Regions from separate parts of the Mus musculus genome. Here regions 2, 3, 4 and 5 are each linked to region 1. A link is a contact called in public Hi-C and HiChIP or PLAC-seq data. All regions are on one chromosome and are shown on one strand. Each heading gives the region's core, a stretch centred on a gene start, on an enhancer-like site or on the middle of the called end of the contact. The rest is flanking DNA. Distances are from core to core; before and after follow the strand shown. Region 1 holds the start of Hsp90ab1 (heat shock protein 90 alpha (cytosolic), class B member 1). Region 2 holds the start of Slc22a7 (solute carrier family 22 (organic anion transporter), member 7). Region 3 holds the start of Abcc10 (ATP-binding cassette, sub-family C (CFTR/MRP), member 10). Region 4 holds the start of Tjap1 (tight junction associated protein 1). Region 5 holds the start of Mrps18a (mitochondrial ribosomal protein S18A).

Region 1 (2,744 bases), core at 177-2,676:
ATGAGCTAAGATAGCAGAGCACTGAGTGCCCATCCTCTACTGGAGGGCTCATCAGTCCAACAAGCTTCCAGATGCAGCCTTGGAAAAAGGCAAGGCTAGATTGCCAGCTGAAGGACATGGCAGGCCACCTTTAGAACAGAGGCACTGGCACAACTTGGTTTTCTGGCTCCTGGAACTGGGCCAACCTGTGACCAGCACCTTCATGCGGATGCCTAGAACTCCAGCTTCTCTGAAAAGACTGGGACCTGCTCCTCTCTAGGTCCAAAGAGCTGCATGCAGTAGGGAAGAGGCTAGAGAAGCGAAACCAGCTTGAGAAACAGCTTGTGCTCACATAGGGAGGGCGCACGTACCCGCGCGCTGTGTACGTGGGAGACCGGGGAGGCTGAGGGGTGGGGAGTGTTCTACCCAGTAGCGCAAGCTGCTAGCTCGGTTCTCTGTTCACTAGAAGGTGTCCGCAGTCACTCACCCCCACAGCCCCCGTGCCCTGTGACCGATCCAGGTCAGCTATCCCTCCCTCTGCGCTCCACTCCCCCACTGTTATGTGGGCCTCTTAGGGCCACGCGTGGAGGGTCGTTCAACCCTGGCCCACGGTAGGCAGACTTGGGGAAAATTTCTTCCCAGGGTAAGATCAAGGTAGGGGAAAAAAAAAAAAAAAAAAAGCCACCCAGCCAAGCGGCGACGAAGACACTGCCCCCGCCGCAGCAGGGGAGGTGGAGCCTAGGGGGGAGGGGTGGAGACCGCCGAGACAGGCCTAGAAACTGCTGGAAGAAATCGCAGCACCACCGCTGCTGATCCTTCCGCCGCAGGCCGCCAAAGAGTCCCTACCAGCCCAGGCCCGTGCCCCTCCCCTCGGGGAAAGCGGCTCCCAGCCTGAAGCTGTGCTGTACCCGGGAGGGTGGGGATGGGGGAATCGGGGGCCTCCTTAAAGTTGGACAAGGAATTTATCATCCTTTTCTCTTGATGTGCGATTTGTAGGGAACATTCTAGTAAGATCGGGTCTGGAAATGGCAGCCGAGTTGGCCACCTCCATTCTCTTTCAGTCCCCTGAGTTCTGGACTCTTGGGGGGTGGGGGGGTGGAAGCGCCTACCTTGAGTTTTCTGAGGCAGTCCGTAGGGTATTCGCCCGCAGATACATCCCTAATTGCATATGCATGCTCCCTGCTCATCTTGAGGGGGGACATGTCCTACTCCTGCAGAAATGGGGGATGTGCAAAACGATATTGAATTGGCCTTGACTCAGGAACCAGGCCCGGGGTCCCGCTCCTCCCCGCCCCCTCCACGATCTGCTACCATGACGTCAAGGTGGGCGGGCGGCGGCAGGTGCGTGGCCCGCAGCCACTCCTTTAAGGCGGAGGGATCCAAGGGCGGGGCCCGGGCTGTGCTTCGCCTTATATAGGGCGGTCGGGGGCGTTCGGGAGCTCTCTTGAGTCACCCCCGCGCAGCCTAGGCTTGCCGTGCGAGTCGGACTTGGTCCGGGCCCACCACCCTGCTCTGTACTACTACTCGGCTTTCCCGTCAAGGTAAGGCCGGGGTCTCTCGTCCCCGGCGGCTCTCCGGGGGCTTCTTCCCGGGGTCCCAGCCTCCATCTCATCTGTCCCAAAGCCTCCTTCCCCGGCGGGGCAGCCTGTGGAGATAACGTGTCTAGAGGTTAGAGGTTCGGGCTGTACCCCGGCGGGCTTGCACGCGAGGCTCCCCGGGGCGGGTGGATTCCCCGGAGCGTGGGGTGGGGGTGCGGCCCGGCCAGGTGGTGGGCGGCCGCACGTGGTAGTCGCCGACCCGGGACGCTGCCATGTTTGCCCTCCACTTCCGGGCGCGGCTGCAGGGTCCGCGCGGTGGCGGGCTGCTCTGCGTGACTCAGCAAGGCCTGGGGAGGTTGGCCTGGCTGCCTCCCCCGGACGCCGCCGGTACCAACGTGCTTGATTTTGGGGAGGGGTGCACAGCAGGGACGCCGGAACCCACCGCGCTTTCCCTTTCCAGATCTTTCTGCCCTCCCAGTGGAGGGCGGGGGAGGAGAGACAGAGCAGGCACGAGAAGATTCCTAGGTCCCTCCCTTTCTCCTCCCCTCCCCGGAGCTCAGATTGTTCTGGAAGCCTGGGCGCCCCGCCCCAGTGCCCGGATGCTGGGGCGGTGGGAGGGTTTCAATGGCGCCCCCTCCCCGTGTGGCTCCTGCCGACGCATGTCCGGCAGTGACGAGGGTCGTTGGACGGCTGGGCCACCATTTTACTTGGGTTCCGGCCTATGCAAGTCTGCACAGTGAGTGGTCACGGTGGAGCTCTTGATTTCTTTGTCCTGATTTAATTGCCCCGTGAGCGCCTCCCAGACTACAGCTTCAAGGTTCTCTTGCCCTGCTGGGTGGAATAAAATAAAAATTAAAAAAGACTGCTTTTTCTGTTAAAGTTGTTCCTCACCCCAATGAGGAGATTGTAGTTAAGGGGTGTGAGTACCAGGGGTTGCTTGAGGTTCTTTTTTATGTATTGTTAACTTAGTCTGGATTTTTACCATATTGCCAGGTGTTCTGTTCAGAGTCAGTGAGCTATGCACTGAACATGCCAATGTTCAAGAGTTTGACTTTTGGGCATCTGTTCTGGAAAACCCATCTTTTAGGTTTTTTTCTGTCATTTTTGTCTTGGCCATTGTAGCTTAAATGTCCTTTTTTAAAGAAAATGGCTGCTCTTGTCTCTTTGGGTTGGATACTTTCCCAGACTAAAGAAGTTTGAGCTGGATATTAAAATGTGTGTCTATAA
Region 2 (2,744 bases), core at 165-2,664, 870 kb before region 1:
CCGCGGAGCCAAGGCAGAGGAAATTCTGGAGAAAGGTCTGAAGGTGCGGGAGTATGAGTTGTGGAAAAATAACTTCTCGGATACTGGAAACTTTGGTTTTGGACTTCAGGAACACATTGACCTGGGCATCAAATACGACCCAAGCATTGGGATCTACGGCCTGGACTTCTATGAGGTACTGGGTAGGCCAGGGTTCAGCATCGCAGACAAGAAGCGCAGAACAGGCTGCATTGGGGCCAAACACAGAATCAGCAAGGAGGAGGCCACGCGCTGGTTCCAGCAGAAGTACGATGGGATCATCCTTCCTGGAAAATCAACTTTTTCCAAAAAGCCAATAAAATTTTCTCAGAAATGCAAAAAAAAAAAAAGTTATTTTGTTGTTCTATAATTTATGCAACTGTTACATAATTTTCAACTCAAATTATACAACTCAGCATGACGGCACCGGCACCACAATCAGTTGTAGAGCGAACCTTCTGGTCATCCACAGAGACGCCCCTCCCCACCAATCACCATGCACTCATTTGCTGGCACTTAGCCCCGCAGAAGCCTCGGGCCTTCCCTAACCTTCCAGGTTCTTCTTTGCAACCCTGGGAAACGTCATCCAGGATGCTCTTAAAGAGGCAGACTGGACTGCAGATGAAAATTCCTGGGCTGGAGAGATGGCTCAGCGGTTAAGAGCACCGACTGCTCTTCCGAAGGCCCTGAGTTCCATTCCCAGCAACCACATGGTGGCTCACAACCATCCATAACAAGATCTGGTGCCCTCTTCTGGAGTGTCTGAAAGATAGCTACAGTGTATTTACATATAATAAATAAATAAATCTTTTTAAAAAAAAAAAAAAGAAAGAAAGAAAGAAAAAAGAAAATTCCTGAGACCCCCACACAGGGCCAGCACAGTCTCAGAGGTCACCTCAGAGGTCACTTAGGTTAGGGCGTCCATTCCAGACATGGCCAAGGGCTATGGGGAAAGTTTGGGGTTTATCAGAGGCTCCCTTACCCAAGGGGAGTCCAGCCCTCATCCTGAGTCCTGGGCTGTGAGTCAAACTGTGCTGTGCTTGCAAATAGACAAGGCTGGCTGACCTAAAGTTTCACAGGACAAAGGCTACCCAGGACAGCAGGCACTATACCCAGGGGACCTGTTTACCTTACATAGCCCTGAAGGTCTAATCAGTAGCTCAGGCCTCACTCAATCCACACCTGGCTGCCCTCCTATGCCAGCCCTTGGCTCTGCTACCTGTTCTCTGAGCTCCAATGTGTAAAGGCCAGAGTACACCAGGACCTCTGAGGAATGGTGGCCTTTCCCCTTAGGTAGGATCCATTGATGTGTAGATGATGTGGGAGGGCCCAGGTCTGGGCCAGCCTCTGGGGGGCTGGATTCTGGCTACAGACTCTGCACTCATCAGTACAACTATTCCCACCTCCAGAGTCCAAGGGCACATGTAGCAAGCAGGTTGACCGATCCTAGGTACTATAGAGGCACACCTGGTGGGTGGAGGGCATGGGCTTCGAAGAGCTGCTGCACAAGGTGGGTGGCTTTGGGCCTTTCCAACTGCGGAATCTGGTGCTGCTGGCCCTGCCCCGATTCCTGCTCCCGATGCATTTTCTCCTGCCCATCTTCATGGCTGCTGTGCCTGCCCATCATTGTGCCCTGCCTGATGCCCCAGCCAACCTCAGTCACCAGGACTTGTGGCTGAAAACCCATCTACCCCGGGAGACTGACGGCAGCTTTAGTTCCTGCCTCCGCTTTGCCTATCCCCAGGCTCTTCCCAATGTCACCTTGGGAACAGAGGTGTACAACTCTGGGGAGCCTGAGGGTGAGCCCCTCACAGTGCCCTGCTCCCAGGGCTGGGAGTACGACCGCTCAGAATTCTCTTCCACCATTGCAACTGAGGTACCCAAGCCCAGAGGGTGCGGGATATGTGAGTGGGTTGAGCCAGCCATTACCTTGGGGGCAGGGGACCGGAGAGAACCTTCTTGCACTCTAAGGACTTTCATTCCCGTGTGGAGACCAGCCTGTAGCTTTAAAGCTGGGTTCAGTTCGTTTACTATAATTTACCCAAGGGCTAAGGCAGCTCCAGGGAGTTGGAACAGAGGCTGAAAAGGACATCTCTGTAGTAAAAGATAGAGAAACTGTGGAAGCCTCCATCCTTTTCTCCCCTCTGCCTCATTCCTGTCCCAGGTCTGAGATTTACCTGAGTCATCCCGAGAGGAAGGGTGGGTGGAGTCTCCCTGCGGAGAGACAACAGGATTCCTTGGTGGCCGTGATGGACCTCTGTGGGAAAGCACTGAGCTCTAGGACTAGGGAGAGGCAAAGTCTTCCCTTTCTAGTGCTGAGGTTGATAGCTAGGGATGGGGGAATCTTCTGAAACGGTCAGGGCTGCCTGGGAGTCTGGAGAGGAGGGACATCGTGGCTGGAGAGGGGCTCTTACAGATCCGACAACTTACCCGCCTGTCTCTGCAGTGGGATCTGGTGTGTCAGCAGAGAGGCCTGAACAAAGTTACATCCACGTGCTTCTTCATCGGCGTGCTGCTGGGGGCTGTGGTGTACGGATACTTGTCTGACAGGTGAAATAAGGGACCGGTGTTGGGGACAGGCCTCATCACCTGTATCTGGGCATCCCTGTGGGGACCTGACCTCGCATGGCCCTTGGCAGGTTTGGCCGGCGCCGGCTTCTGCTGGTGGCCTACGTGAGCACCCTGGCGCTGGGCCTGATGTCTGCAGCCTCGGTCAACTACATCAT
Region 3 (2,744 bases), core at 181-2,680, 750 kb before region 1:
ACAAAAAAAAAGATTTTGAATTCATTTCTCTCCCTGTACCTTCTGTCTCTGTTGTCTAATATGTCATTTATCTGTGTACTGTGTGTATGATTAATAAGGGATATATATATATCAGAAAACATGGCATGTGAAAGGAATAAGGACTTTCTTCTAGAAATATTTTTAAATAAATTTAAACAGATTGAATACACAGTAGGGAAACAAGACAGGTACATAATTTTAAATGTCTCAAATCTTTAATTTGGTTTCAAGGTCTTCAGTTTCTGAAGGCAAATATTTTGGGGGGAAAAAAACCCAAACTATTCCCACAACACTGAACACTCTCATGAAGTCAGTACCAATATACACCTTGCAAACATAAAGCTAAAATGAAACTAATCTCATCGCGCTGCTAAAATTGGTGGGTCAGGGTCCGAACCAACATCTATCTGGATAACCAAAAGTTTCCGTTCTTCCCATCACTCTGAAATATTTAGGAATGACTAAGCAAAGCACGTGACCTGAACACTTTTTTTTTAAAGTTTATATGTATGTGTGTGCAGGTGCTTACAGAGACCAAGAAGGCCTTGGATCCCTGGAGCTGGAGCCTTCTTACACGGGTGCTGGAAATCAAATCCAGGTCCTGTGCAAGAGCAGGAAGCACTCTTCTTAATCTTTGAGCCACAGCTTTAGACATAAACATTTTAAGGCCTTGACATAAACATTTTAAATTATACAAATTTCACAATACTTGGGTTGGTATTATCATCTCAATCGAAAAAAAAAAAAGCCAAAAAAAAAAAAAACAAAAAACAAAAAACCAAGGCTCAAGTAAGTTGGATACTTTCAAGATCTTGTAGCCTTAGGATACAGGAATAGCCTTTTGTCCTCAAGCATTCCTCAGCGTGGCAGGCATGTTTGGATTTCCAGCTCTTTAAACGCTGTGCATTTGTCAACTAGTATGCAATAGGTAAGCGAGAGCGAGCGCTCCACGTGCCAGGGTCTTAATGAATTTGCACAAGGACAGGACTGGGTGGGTCACTGCGCAAGCCAAAAGACAGAAACGTGCGCAAACACCATCGCGCTCCCGGGACAGCTCCCCGAGGCAGAGCTGTACGCACGCGCAGAGGCTGGCACGCGTTAGAGCATCCTTACCCCCATGGGCGAAAATAACCAAAAACTGCGAACAGCACCCGTTAACAGGTCTTCCTGCCTCTAGAGGGCCCTAGCATCGTGGCGCAGCACCCTGACCTGGCAGCGCGTCCTTTCTCACCCACAAACACTTGAGATATTAAAACAGCTCAAAGGCGCTTAGGTTTCCAAGTGCGGGAGACAGGAGGGTGAACGTAAGTACCAGGATCTAGAAACTGGCCTGCCCCGGGGACAGCGACTTCCTCTCCAGCCCCGGAAGTACCTCAAGAATGGGCGGGCTCTAGCTCGAAGCGGAAGCAAGGGGCGGTCCCGCCTAGGGGGCGGGGATTCAGCGGGGGACTCAGTCCCCGAGCCTTGTCACTCTTGGCTTCCGCCCGGGTGAGGTGTCTATGGAGGGGCTCCTGGCCCAGCTGTGTGGCACGGACGCGGCGCGGCCGCTCCCGCTGTGGGAAGGGGACACGACGGGCCACTGCTTCACCCAGCTGGTGCTCAGCGCCCTTCCCCACGCGCTCCTCGCCGTCCTCAGTGCCTGCCACTTGGGCACCCCAAGGTGAGACTGCAACGAGGCACCAACTCACATCGCTCCCAGATGTCCCTGGGATTGCGAGGTCTCTGTAGGGCAGAAGCAGAATAAAAGCTGACTGTTCGCACTCAGTTGAGCAAGCCACCTACCTTCTCGGAGTCTCCGCAGTTTTGAGCGGGTTCAATGACACAAGGCGTTTAAACACCGAGTGCGGCGCCTGTCATATCCTTAAAGTTGCCAATGCATCTCTCTTGCAGAGTTTTAAATGTCCTAGTGGAGCTGCCATGAATTGGAGGCAAACTTAGATAAACGTTTTAGCAAAAAAAAAAAAAAAAAAAAAAAAAAAGGATGCTTGTATAGGGCCAGTGGCACGCCACTTCCATCCAGCAAGCCCTGCTATCCCTAGGCTAAAAGCCCATGTAGACTCTGCTGGAGAGAAGCTGTAGGAAGAAGAGTAACGAAATCAAAATCTTAGAACTAACTTGGCTTTGTGTTGTGAGGTGTTGGTGCTACACTCGCCTTGATTTTATATTTAGTTCTTGGATGGCCAAGTTAAGTCCTTCTGTCCCTTTTGCAGAATGAAGCAAAAGCCTAGAAGAGGTTAGTACAGACACCCACAGCAAGCCTGCTCAGGTCAGGCATGTGAAGCCTTTAATCCCAACTCTTGGGAGACAGAGGCAGGTGGATGGATGCCTGTGAGTCCAAGGCCAGCCTGGTCTACAAAGTGAGTTCCAGGCCAGGCAGGGCTAATAAGAGAGCGCCTGTCAAAAAAAAAAAAAAAAAAAAAAAGGGGTGGTCTAGTCTAAGCTTTTCTAGAGGCAGAGGGATCTCAGCTTGGGCCACATGAGAGGGAACAAAAGGAACTAAAGTGTCTAGTTTATAGATAAACATTTTTTAGGACTGCAAAGAGCTTAACAGACTCAGTTGAGTTGTTTTGTGTTGTTGAAATAGGGTGTCATTCTGTATGCCCGGCCTAGAACTCAAGGAGATCTGCCTGCTCCTGCCTTCTAAGTACTGGGATTAAAGAAATATGGCTCCAGCCTCACCCTCTGCTTTTTTGATCAGTTGGTTGATTGATTTTGCCCAACTG
Region 4 (2,744 bases), core at 129-2,628, 710 kb before region 1:
AAACAAAGAAAGATTTAATATGATGTCAGATAATAATGGTCTCCATGTGAGTAAACGTTAAATGAAGCAGTTGGGTGTGTGTGTGTGTGTGTGTGTGTGTGTGTGTGACTGGGATCCTGAATGACCACAGACGTGATCATTTGAACAAGGACACACCTGTTGGTGACTCCCTAGAAGGAGAACATTCCAGCCACAGGAAACAGAAAGCCGGAAGCCTCAACATGCTTAGCAGGCCCCAGGAAAACCTGCTGCCTAACCACTGTTGTGGGCTGTGCACCTGCTATGGGACATCCACACGTGCTCTTTGACTTGAAGAGACGTTAGGGCAAAGGGACGCAGCAAGTAAAACAACAACTCTGGAACCGGAGAGGTGCTCAGCCGTGAAGAGCATCTGCTGCCCTTGCAGAGGACCCAAGGTCAGCTCCCAGCACCTACATGGTGGTTCACAACTGCCTATAACTCCATTTCCCGGTGATGCCATACCCTTTTCTGACCTCTACAGGCTCCTGCATGCACATACAGAGACGTGGGCACATACACATAAAGTAAACTCATAAATAATTATGGTACAGGATATCTGTTATAAAGTTCGGTGTAACTAGTTAGAGCCGTCTAGTAAAAGGAGCTTCAAAGAGAAGGCTTTTTGGAAGCGTTGACAGTTTAAGAATGGCAACTGAAAACTGGGCCTACCGTCTAATACCCGTAATACCAGGTGCGTCTCGATGCTTGCCTGGGCTACATAATGAATTTGAAGTCAGCCTGGGCTGACTCTCCCCTCCCTCCAAAAACAGTATAAAATTGACCTCCTGAGTGGAGGAACTGGATTGCAGATCTCAAGGCTTGATTTTCTGATAACACAAGACAATTTAAGAACCTGAAGACTTTTGGGAGAGGTGGGAAGCACGGTTGAAAAGGGTGGTAGAGACTGGGTCGTGCGTTATCTTCCGTTGAGATGAAAAGCTGGCATTTTCCTTTGCCTTGTGTGGCACCCTGAAGTCAGAAGCCAGAGGCTCTCTGTGAGTTCAAGGTACAAAGTGAGTTCACATTCCAAGGCCAGCCAATGAGGCCTGATGGGTGGGAGTGGCAATGAGAGTCGGGGTACGTGGAGGGGTGTGTTGGTATTTTTCTTTGTATACGAAGCATCTTGTATTTTTTAAGCGTTGTTCTCTATTTTTTCCCACAGTACCAGCCTTTTCCCCTTTCTCACTGTTGAGTCCTACTTCCAACACCGACTTCCTTCTTCCCTTACCAGGTCTGCAAAGGAGGAGATTCCCACTTTCCCAGCATCACCAGGAGTCCTAACGCTTTACCCCGAGGCCCCGCCCCCAGGCCCGCCCCTCCGATGACGCACGGCGCCCGGTGCGTGGGGATTCCCGCGGTCCAGGCCCCTACCCGGCCTGCCCCGCGGCAAGATGGCTGCCTGAAGGAGAGGCCCCGGCAGAAAGTTTGTTGTGGGATTTTTGAGTAGTCGCGCTGGGTGGCGAGAGTTGAGGGGGTTTGCGGAACTCTAGCATGGAGTAGAGATGGAGGGAGGGAACAGCTCCGAGGTGGAGAACTAGGATGCCAGGATGGAGGAGGGTTGGAGGCGGAAAGAAAAAAAAATGCCGATGGGGGCGGAGGGGAGGGAGCCTGGAATTTGGTGGCAGCCCTAGGGGAGGAGATGGGGCGGGGGTGGGGGGTAGCCAGAAATAGGTGTGGTTCGGCTTCTGGAGGAGCAATCGCTCACGGATTGAAAAAGTTACTTCTCTCAGAGTAAGGAAGCCTGGAGCGCGAGGCAGAGGCCTGACTCCCCCAGGCCGGTGGGAGGGGAGATGGCTCTCGTAGTCGGGAAGGGGTAGGAGTGAGATGTGGAGCGTGCAGGGCGGGTCTCCCAAGGAGGGGACCGAAGCCAGTCGTGTGACCCTCTTCCAGGCTTAGATTAGCCTTACCCATAGCCCCTATAGCAACGTCTGCCCCCATTTCAGCTTGAAGACCCAAGGGCCCCAGGGACTGGAAGAAATCACATTGCCTGCTTGGAAAGAAGAGGTAGCAACTTGCCCCAGCCCAACCCCAGAGCGGGTAAGATGGTTTGCAGAGGCAGGGTTTTGAGCGATAATCTCCCTGGGAGAGGATCCATGGATTTGGTGAATCAGTTAATCCGAGAAGTTTGCTTGCTCTTCTACAGAGGTTTTTGTTTTTTGTTTTTTTGTTTTTTGTTTTGACTGTGATCTTTAGTTGGTGTTTGGTAAGACTGCTGGCTACCTTGTGGGAGCTGGTGTAGAGTTGAGTGTTGCTTGCCTTCAGCTGTATAAACAACTCTGGGCAAGTAGACGGTCCACTAAAAATAGTCTTCCTTTCTTAATTGTTTTGTTTATTGTTTTTTGAGATAGGGTCTCACAGGGTAGCTCTTCCTGGCCTGGAACTCTCTATGCAGAGTGAGCTGAAAGTATTCTGGCGGATTCTTGTCACAAAGCAGCTCCCTGTTTGTGTTACCATGTCTTCTTCCATTTTCCCCCTCAAGTTGTCAAATGTGCCATTCTGCCTGGAAGTAGTAGACCTGCGGTGGGTGGCAGACGATGGGGAGTCACAATCAACTTTCTGATGGGGTTCACCGACGTTTAGGTCATTTCTATGAGCAGCTCCCGAATTCACTCCTGGTGCATGTCTGCTTTGGCATTTTTTTTTCCTTTTTGGTAAGAAGATGTTATTGGTGTTCCTTGGTTGTGGCCTGGGGGAGCTGTGTCCCAGGTGAGGGAAAGTCGGGC
Region 5 (2,744 bases), core at 69-2,568, 540 kb before region 1:
AGCCCTAACTGTCCTAGAACTCTCCTAGAACTCGCTCTGTAGGCCAGGCTGGCCTTGAACTTAATCTGCCTGCCTCTGTCTCCTGGGATTAAAGGGGTGCTACCACTGCCCAGTTTATCTATCTGCCATTCTTTTTTTTTTTTTTTTTTTTTTTTGGTTTTTCGAGACAAGGTTTCTCTGTATAGCCCTGGTTGTCAACTCACTCTGTAGACCAGGCTGGCCTCAAACTCAGAAATCTGCCTGCCTCTGCCTCCCGAGTGCTGGGATTAAAGTTGTGAGCCACCACGCCCAACTTATTTCTCAGTTTTAACTAATATTCCCTGGTTGGCCAATTTTAAAGACAAGTCCCTTCCCGCATCATTTCTTTATCTACATCACTTATCCTTTCCTGCTTCTCACAGAATACAGAAAAGACTATATCCAGAAAGACCTTTTCACTCTGCCAAACTCCATCCTTTTACGAGCCTGTTCAAGAGCATCCTCTTTATGAAAATTTCAAACTGACTTTGCTATTTCTGGTTACAGAATCTTACTGTACTTTTTCATGCAAACGGATAACTTCCGTTTATTGGTGGGGATGTATACATAGCTCGTTAGAACCCAAGGAAGCCGTGCTTTTTCCCTTTACAGTCCTTTTACAGCTAGACTCACAGCGTTTGACCTTCAGTAAGGTCTCAGATGATGCTAGAATCTGGTTACCTTTCCAGATTTAATATTAATGAAATGCAGACCTAACATTTAGCAAGTCTTAGTTGTTCAACTGCCATTGCACTTTGGCTGCTATCTTACAAGTCCGTAGCTTAGGCAGAGAAAGTGACCATTTAATCACACATTTTTCAGAGAAGAATTGATAAGGTGGGCTTGGCGGCATGCTTTAACCAAGGAGGAGGCGATTTGGAAAATGATGGGAGAATTAACACTCAGCCTTTATAGCTTTTCTGAACTCTGAGACATTCTTCTCTTTGATCTTTAAACGACCAGGTCTTTCTCTCAGTTCTCCTTGACTTTCGGAAGACACTGAGAACCGGGAGGTGAAGCCACCCCGCCAGCGTCTGTAAAGCCTTTAAGCGGCCCGCGGGGGATCGCACCTCCCGGGTCTCAGAGTCGCTGAGAGGGAGGGGCACATCGCGGCTGGCTGAAGTGTCACGACGCTCTCCTCAAGTCCCGGGGGTCGCTGGGTCCTGGGACTCACCTTCTCTCAACCCGCGAGCTGGAAGCCATAACCAGCCAGTGGCAGCGGGGCCTGCCAGGAACGCTTGGAGCTGCCGCCCGCAGCCTGACACCAGAGCCCTGAGGGCCGCCATCTTGGAACGCACCTGACCGCGTGTGCACTTCCGCTTCCGGAGCAGGGGTGTGCGCAGCCGCTGTGCGGCGGGAGGGTTTCTCGTGGTCACCGATCCCTTCTGTTTCTGTCACCTCCTCTGTCTGTAAATTACACGCCACCCGGTTTCCTTAGTTTTTCTTCCTGCTGGGCAGCTTTTGTGACTGAGGCTAGACCTGTCAGGACAGATTGGGATGGTAAGGACTCTGGCCCTCAGCATCAGAGGTGGAATACAGTTGACCACCCCTCCCACCTGCCGATCTTTGTTGCTAATACACACTTTCTTTTCTTTTCTAAAAGATTTATTTATTTAGTTAGTTAGCTAGTTATTTAATGTATATGAGTACACTGTAGCTGTACAGATGGTTGTGAGCCATCATTGCTTGCTCTCCTGCCCAAAGATATTATTATATCTAATTACACTGTAGCTGTCTTCAGACACCCCAGAAGAGGGCGTCAGATCTCATTACAGATGGTTGTGAGCCACCATGTGGTTGCTGGGATTTGAACTCAGGACCTTCGGAAGAGTGGTTGGTGCTCTTAACCGCTGAGCCATCTCTCCAGCCCCTTATACACACTTTCAATCTTTGTGTTTATATACACTTCCCTGATTTCTTGCAGGGTTTGGAATTATAGAATGCTTTGGTCAGGAGACAGGATTCCTACAAATGACTTTGGTCAGTCCGCCAGTGCAGAGAGGAATGCGAAGCTGGGCCACCCTAGTCACCCTTGTGGCTGCATCCTGGGAAGCCCAGGGCATCCCTAGTTCTTTATGAATGGAAACAACACCGCTCCCCCCTCCCCCCCTATAAAGAGTCACTGCCAGCGTTTCCCACATTGGCACCTCTTTTGTCCTTCACTGTTTTGGAATGAACAGACCTCTCTGCGGAGAAAAGGCTTTAGCCTCTTTTTCGGTCTTCTGTCTCCCTACACTGCCTAAGAGATCTAACATTTGGTGTCAAAGCCCGGGTTGCTGCACCACCATTATGCTAGGTTATTTAAAGGCAGCTGTAGAGAGACAGAAAGAGAGGCTCAGTTTGTCCTTAGCAGGGACAATGCTTATTCTCAGCAAGGGAAGATGGGCAACAGCCCCTTACAGGAGTAGAAATGACTTCGTAGTCTGAAAGGGAAGCTGAGAGATGTGGCCTTTCAGCTGGAAACAATCAGTTAGCCCATGCATCATAAAAGGGAGCTCACTCAGTTGGGGGTGATGTAGTGGATTCTGACCCATTAAGTTCTTCCCATGGATGTACACCTTGTGTGAGCATCCATGGGCGGTCATGCCTGATCTCTCCCCCTACAGAGACCCTGACGAGACATAGAAGAAAGAGCACGCAGCCAATGAAAAGGCTGTGGAAAGGAGGAACTGAAGGATGTATGGGTCACCCTGGCTCCTGGGTTCACTGCTGCTCCACCAGAGGTG

The links. Hi-C and Micro-C count contacts between places; a contact is called where the count stands out from the background. HiChIP or PLAC-seq counts read pairs in DNA pulled down with a chosen protein or histone mark.
Region 2: a contact with region 1 is called in an H3K4me3 HiChIP or PLAC-seq map of stem cell-derived neural progenitor cells, with 2.1 times the contacts expected there. The contact joins the promoter of Slc22a7 here to the promoter of Hsp90ab1 in region 1. A contact is called at or near these places in 2 of 115 datasets of contacts at active chromatin or transcription factors (bone marrow-derived macrophages and stem cell-derived neural progenitor cells).
Region 3: a contact with region 1 is called in an H3K4me3 HiChIP or PLAC-seq map of forebrain, with 4 times the contacts expected there. The contact joins the promoter of Abcc10 here to the promoter of Hsp90ab1 in region 1. A contact is called at or near these places in 10 of 39 promoter capture datasets (the HPC-7 cell line, cranial neural crest, fetal liver and 6 more) and 6 of 115 datasets of contacts at active chromatin or transcription factors (bone marrow-derived macrophages, fetal liver, forebrain and 3 more).
Region 4: a contact with region 1 is called in a Hi-C map of natural killer cells, with 8 times the contacts expected there. The contact joins the promoter of Tjap1 here to the promoter of Hsp90ab1 in region 1. A contact is called at or near these places in 6 of 39 promoter capture datasets (embryonic stem cells, erythroid cells, frontonasal cranial neural crest and 2 more), 2 of 484 Hi-C or Micro-C datasets (B cells and natural killer cells) and 3 of 115 datasets of contacts at active chromatin or transcription factors (large pre-B cells, microglia and pancreatic cancer cells).
Region 5: a contact with region 1 is called in an H3K4me3 HiChIP or PLAC-seq map of embryonic limb bud, with 4 times the contacts expected there. The contact joins the promoter of Mrps18a here to the promoter of Hsp90ab1 in region 1. A contact is called at or near these places in 13 of 39 promoter capture datasets (the 3T3-L1 cell line, the C10 cell line, the HPC-7 cell line and 8 more), 1 of 484 Hi-C or Micro-C datasets (brown adipocytes), 15 of 115 datasets of contacts at active chromatin or transcription factors (the SCID.adh cell line, acute myeloid leukemia, astrocytes and 12 more) and 1 of 9 other capture datasets (adipose tissue).

What each region holds. Positions count from the first base shown.
Region 1 is chr17:45,571,943-45,574,686 of GRCm38.p6, reverse strand. Hsp90ab1 (heat shock protein 90 alpha (cytosolic), class B member 1) reads left to right here and starts at 1,426. Exons shown (of 11, transcript NM_008302.3): 1 at 1,426-1,520. It overlaps Gm35399 (a long non-coding RNA gene), which reads right to left and starts at 1,372. Exons shown (of 2, transcript XR_385595.1): 1 at 1,291-1,372; 2 at 1-1,190.
Region 2 is chr17:46,437,147-46,439,890 of GRCm38.p6, reverse strand. It overlaps Slc22a7 (solute carrier family 22 (organic anion transporter), member 7), which reads left to right and starts at 1,414. Exons shown (of 10, transcript NM_144856.2): 1 at 1,414-1,894; 2 at 2,465-2,568; 3 at 2,658-2,744. The coding sequence starts at 1,502. It overlaps Gm36541 (a long non-coding RNA gene), which reads right to left. Exons shown (of 3, transcript XR_385613.3): 1 at 2,449-2,744; 2 at 2,196-2,232; 3 at 1,811-2,112. It also overlaps the pseudogene Gm5093.
Region 3 is chr17:46,326,709-46,329,452 of GRCm38.p6, reverse strand. It overlaps Abcc10 (ATP-binding cassette, sub-family C (CFTR/MRP), member 10), which reads left to right and starts at 1,430. Exons shown (of 21, transcript NM_170680.2): 1 at 1,430-1,681. The coding sequence starts at 1,521.
Region 4 is chr17:46,281,660-46,284,403 of GRCm38.p6, reverse strand. It overlaps Tjap1 (tight junction associated protein 1), which reads left to right and starts at 1,378. Exons shown (of 10, transcript NM_001252474.1): 1 at 1,378-1,444; 2 at 1,965-2,058.
Region 5 is chr17:46,109,578-46,112,321 of GRCm38.p6, reverse strand. Mrps18a (mitochondrial ribosomal protein S18A) reads right to left here and starts at 1,318. Exons shown (of 6, transcript NM_026768.3): 1 at 1,193-1,318. The coding sequence starts at 1,304.